Linked DNA regions of Mus musculus: region 1 is linked to region 2. The links are chromatin contacts, called in public HiChIP or PLAC-seq maps. All regions are on one chromosome and are shown on one strand. The core of a region is the stretch at or near the end of the contact, and the rest is flanking DNA. Distances in the headings are between cores, read along the strand shown. Region 1 holds the start of Zfp2 (zinc finger protein 2). Region 2 holds the start of 9230009I02Rik (RIKEN cDNA 9230009I02 gene).

What was found. HiChIP or PLAC-seq counts read pairs in DNA pulled down with a chosen protein or histone mark.
Region 1: an H3K27ac HiChIP or PLAC-seq map of embryonic stem cells shows a contact between it and region 2, with 5 read pairs. The contact joins the promoter of Zfp2 here to the promoter of 9230009I02Rik in region 2. A contact is called at or near these places in 1 of 484 Hi-C or Micro-C datasets (liver), 1 of 115 datasets of contacts at active chromatin or transcription factors (embryonic stem cells) and 1 of 9 other capture datasets (liver).

The regions. Positions count from the first base shown.
Region 1 is chr11:50,914,787-50,917,486 of GRCm38.p6, forward strand. Zfp2 (zinc finger protein 2) reads right to left here and starts at 1,390. Exons shown (of 6, transcript NM_001044698.2): 1 at 1,323-1,390.
Region 2 is chr11:51,083,779-51,086,478 of GRCm38.p6, forward strand. 9230009I02Rik (RIKEN cDNA 9230009I02 gene) reads left to right here and starts at 1,309. Exons shown (of 3, transcript NR_045865.1): 1 at 1,309-1,368.

The DNA of each region.
Region 1 (2,700 bases), core at 140-2,639, 170 kb before region 2:
GACCTCAGGTCTTCACCTGAATGTGGCTATATGTGCACCTGTACCCATGCATACATGCAGCCATAGATACATACAAGTGAAATGTAGGTTTATATGACTATAGCAATATGCAACTTTTCTGTAGATTCATCTGTTTGTACAACAGATGCAAAAGTTAGGAATAAAATGGGCTGGAGTTTAGCATAAGGATATTATTTGAAGGAGGGTCTTCTCACTAAGTAGCCTTGGCTGGCCCAGACTCTGTGGAGCAGGTGGCCTCAAACTCATCCCCCTGCCTCTGTGGGATTCAAGGCACACACTACCACACCTAGCTTGCACCTCTCCAAAGCTTAAGAGGCTACTAGCAGCACTTCCAGTTGATGTGGGGCGTCAGTCACTCTTAACACCGCAACCATCTTTAGAAACTGCTACTTTTCTGGAAAGAATAAGACAGGAGATGCCCAAAGGTCTAATTATAACGTTGACCTAGAAATTTCACTACAAGGTTTTGTGGAAAGAGGCAATACAAAGAATGACATAACTGTACCATGTCCAATATTAAAATAAAAACAAAACACAACAAAAACAAAAAAGCCCAAAAGTCCAAAGGGAACCATTCGTGAAAATGACAGCTTTAACTGCTCTTAAAAATTAGTGTCTTAAGGCTATTCTCATCTCCATTGGGTGGTGGTTTAGATGCACTTCAAGCATCTTACAAAATGCCTTTTGTAACTCCATTTTTAAAGGTGAATGGAGGAAAGGCACTAACATCTTTTTTTTTTTTTTTGGAAGCAAAAGGTTTCTATTTATACATATAACACAATACATGGACTTTAGGACAAATTTCGAATGATTTCGCTCGTACATTTTTCTAGTTGACCAATAATGAACTTAAAGAAAGGGTGGGCACGTTCTTGCTTATTCAGGACTCATTTTACAAGCTCCTCCTTCGCAGGCAGAGGGCGGGTCCCCAGCAGCGGTGCACACAATGGCCAGAGCCCCGGACTGTGGTCCCGTGCCCTGCCAAGCTTCAGAGAGCGGGTCTACCACGCATTCATAGTGCATACCGAACCAGAGCTGCTCGGCCAGGTAGAGCTGGAGAGCAGTCGGGCGCGAATGACCCCGGGGTACGGGGGGATACCGAGCTGGGGGGTCTCGGTTAGGGTGTCCTGCGGCCTGGCGCGCGCGTGAGCTGCGCACCTGCGACTTCGTGCTCCTTGCGGACGAAGGATCACCTTTCTGTCTGGCCGGCTCTGCTCTTTTGGCACCAGAGCCCCGGGCTCCCAGTGGGAACGCCTCCGCCTCCCCGCCCGTGGACCACCCGCCCGAGGAAGCGCACTCACCACAGTCACTGAAGAAGCCAGAGGCTGGCGGCACAGGCAGCCGCACTGGGCGCGCGGGACTACATTTCCCACAAGACCATGAGCCCTCGACAGGGCTTCCAGTTGCGCAGGCGCAACCGCAGGGCTGCGGGCCAGCGATTGCTCCCCTAGTGCTCAGGCAAGGTTTGCCACCTTAAGCTTATTTTCTTAAAGAAACTGGTTCTAGAACCTTTTCCTTTCCTAAATTAAGAGAACCTTGGACACCCCCTTGCATGAGGTTAGGATGAGAGGTAAGCTACTAATGTAATGTAGATACTTCACGGCGCTCTGTGACCAGGTAGTAAATGATGCACTGGCTGGGTGAATTGTTACTGTGGAAAACCAGCCACCTCTGTGAGTGAAACTCGTGGGTGCTAAGGTAGTTTCGGCTGCATCCACGGCTTTGGAACTTGGAGAATATCTTAGGATAATTTCCATCCTATCTTAGGATAGAAAGATAGGTTACAAACTGTAATATTGGGTTCTTGTCTGGCCGCTTGTTTTTTAACGTTTTTTCTTTAAAATCTGACATCATGATACTTGAATACAGTGCACTGTGATCACATTCACCCCCAGCGACCCTCATTCATGTGCCCTTCTTTCACTGACCTCCATCCTTCCCAACTAGTCCTTCTTCTATACTTTTGGTCCTTTCCCCCTCGCTTCAGCCTGTAAAACTTCTATTCCATGCAACAAAGACTATGTTCCGAACCAAATGTCGGACGGGCATCTGGAGGCCACTTTTTGACGAGGCTCAAAAATCCTATTAGCCAAACGTGCGTGCCCAAATTCCTTTTATCCCACACCTTCCGCTTTTATCCCACACCTTCCGTCTTAGGTCTTTGACATTGTGTTTCTGCTCTGATGGGAGGATCTCCTGGGACTCGGAAGCTCAGGAACCACACAGCTCTGAGGTGGGACAATGTCCCAAAAGAAGGGCACCCTGAGACATGGGAGCTGAGGAACTAGATAGCTCTAAGAGGAAGCCTCCTCAGCAGAGGCGATGCAGCTACCAGGGCATGGCGTCCTCAGCGGAGCTCAGGAGCCTCAGTCCCTCTCCTTCTCATCGTTTCTTCTCTTCATTGCTTCTTTTCTTCTTCACTTCTGACCAGGCATAAGAATCTCATGAAAGAGATTTATTGGATGGACCAGGGTGTGAAGGGATGAATCCAGGGATGGCTGCTCTCTATCCTAGGGAACAGACAACAGGGAATTAGACAAAGTGGCAGTGCTTATATAGGATCTCTTAGGGGGCGGGGCTTTCCAGGGCAGAGATTTCCAGAGTGATGATTGGTGGGATTTCAAGTCCTGAATTTGGGGAGCTCAGGGATTAGTGGATTTTCTGCTCAAGGATTGATGT
Region 2 (2,700 bases), core at 59-2,558:
ATGAGACATGCACCACCTGCCACAGTGGGGAGAAGAGCCCACTTGTGGATTCGTGTCAAACCCACACCTGATGAAAGGTGCAAGCACAAGGCTGAGTGAGGCCTTCTCCTTGAGCTGCTGGCAGGCAGGGTTTGAATGCAAATGTCCTCACAGACACAGATGTCCCTTGAACACTCAGTCCTCAGCTGGCCATGCTGTCTTGGGATCTTGTGGAAGCTTTAGGAAACGGAGCCTAGCTGGCAGACTCAGGACCTCAAGTCAGGGCTAAGGGCTATGTAGCCTAAGCCTGGTTTTTGGTCAGTATCAGCCCTCCCTACTCTGCCTTAAATGGAATTGTTGTTATCTGTGCGTTCCACCAAACAGCCTCCATCCCTGTATGTAGCCCAGCAATCTCCGTGCATTGACAAATGGCTGTGCAACCCTAGAATCTGCATCTCCACACACATTGCTTAGGGTAAAAGCCTTGGTCTCTCCTAGGACTTGCTGCTGTGAGATAAGTAAGCAGATTTTCCTCAAAGCCCCAGCACACCTCTTCTCCTGGCTGCTGTCTCTGACTTGACTAGTGCCAGTGTGTATAGGACGCAATGGGAGTGACAGTTGGTTTCAAACTGTGAAAACCTCTTCTAGGGACTTGGGATAAATTCAATCCTGCGAAGCACAAACTCGATTGGTGAAGAAGAGGTGGGGCAACACAATGTCCCCAGTTTGAGATGCCCACCGACCCCACCCAGGCTCTTGAAGCTCAGCCTGTATAGCTTAACATCGATGTTTTCTTACCCCTGCCCTACCAACCAGTTTTTCCTATATCCTTGAATCTGGATTTAAAGCAGCATCCATTGACATTCTTCCTGGCTTTTTCAAGTGCTAGGTCTCTGTTGTCAGGACAACAGCATGTCTCAGTGTCTCTGAGGGAGCAGCAGCTTTCCAGGAATTCGAAGGCAACCACTATGCAGAGTGGAAGCAGGTGGAGCGCCAGAAGAAGAGCTCTGGGGCGGAGCCAGCGAGGGTGAGGACCTTTGGAGGATTAGGAGGCGTGGCTGCTAAGCTGCAGTGTACTCAGACCAGCCTTGTACCTGCTCTAGAACATAACTTTTTATGGTGCATAACTTTGATGGTGCACTTTCAAAACCGAACCTGGTCCCTCCCACTTGGTGTACCCAGTTTGTCTCCAGAAGCCATTTGAGATTTGGAAATGGTCCAAGTGGATGAACCGTAGCGAAGTGTCCTCATAAAATAGGGTCCTGCGGAACAGAGTCCTAGGAACCGACGAGGGAGTTGATGTTTGCCAATAAAATTTGAGTCACAATTGCATAGGCTTGTTGCTCATCGCGCAGTGCCCAGGACATCCCATCAAGGGCCAGGAGTCAGGTACGAGCCGGGCTGGAGGAGGCTGCACATAAGGTCCATTCCATTTGAGATGCAGGTTAGCTCACCTGCACACTACTCGCTCCTGGTTTGGGTCATTCGTCTTGTTTTGTTTGTTTGTTTGTTTGTTTTCGAAAGAAATACTGCTGTTAACCGATCAGTTGTATGTTCCAAGTGAATAGGAAAGAAGCAAGGTTCCCAGAGGATTCTTTGACATTTGAAACTTGGCGTGGTGGGTCCCTGCACAGTCTTTCCTGTGGCCAAGGCTGGGAGACTGCAGTGCAAAGCGCGTGGTCTTCCCAGCTTTACCACCGCCCCCGCCTGTCATCTGCTGCTCCTCCGGGGAAGGAGGGGCTGTCTGACTCAGTATTAAACCTGGTCGCTGCATTGGCGGCACCCAGGAGCATTTTAGGGGAATTGTCAGCTGGCAGTCGGCTTGTTCTTTCTCACTGACTGCAAGGTGGTCCCGCAGAGCTTTCTAATAGTTCTAGATGGTGACCAGAGTTCAGGCGCTTTGGCAAACACTTGAAACGTGAGTATCTGCCACCTCGCCAGGAAAAGACAACAGGCTCTGAACTATTCCAGCTTCGAGAAGGGAGGTCTTAGACGGGGACAGGTTGCAGTGGATGGAGGGAAAAATAAGTGGGATATTGAGAATTGAACAGCCCAAGCAGTGAATCAGAAAGCCAAGACATCAAGGCTGTTTAGGGAAAGATAAGTAAGTTAGTTGCTACCAAAAGGGGGTAGAGCTGAGGAGTGAAGTAAATCAGAGTTTGGTTAGATCTAACAGATAGATTATAAGACAGTCAAGGGGCATCTAGAAGAAAATCCGTTGTTACAACTTCCCCTGCCCTAGCTACTCTCAGCCCTGGATTCAGAACTTGGACCTTTACGCCTCTTTTAGAGCCCAGGTCATTTCCCAGCTCAGATTTTAATTCATCTGGCTCGATCCCAAGGGTGAATCTGTTCTCATAGCTCTCTGAGTAAGAAAATGTATAGAGAGACACCTGTCCAGGCTTCAGATGGACAGGTCTGTTGCTTCAGGGGCAGGCAGGGGTCAGAAGTCCTGAGGGAAGCCATGGGCTGATGGGATTAACTGGGGAGGACAGCAGGAGCCTACACTCAGGCCAGCCAGCTCTGCTGGTGGGAGCCAGGAGGCTAGCTTTCAACTTGTCAGTGTGAAACCACCAGACCTGTACAGGTTGGCAATTAACTAAAATATCTAAAAGTGCATTGTGCTTGTCAAACAAAATGCCCCTTCCAGAGCTGTCTTATGGTCCAGATTGGGCAACCGCACCAGAACTTGCCTTCCCAGAAATGCTCAGGACAAGGGTG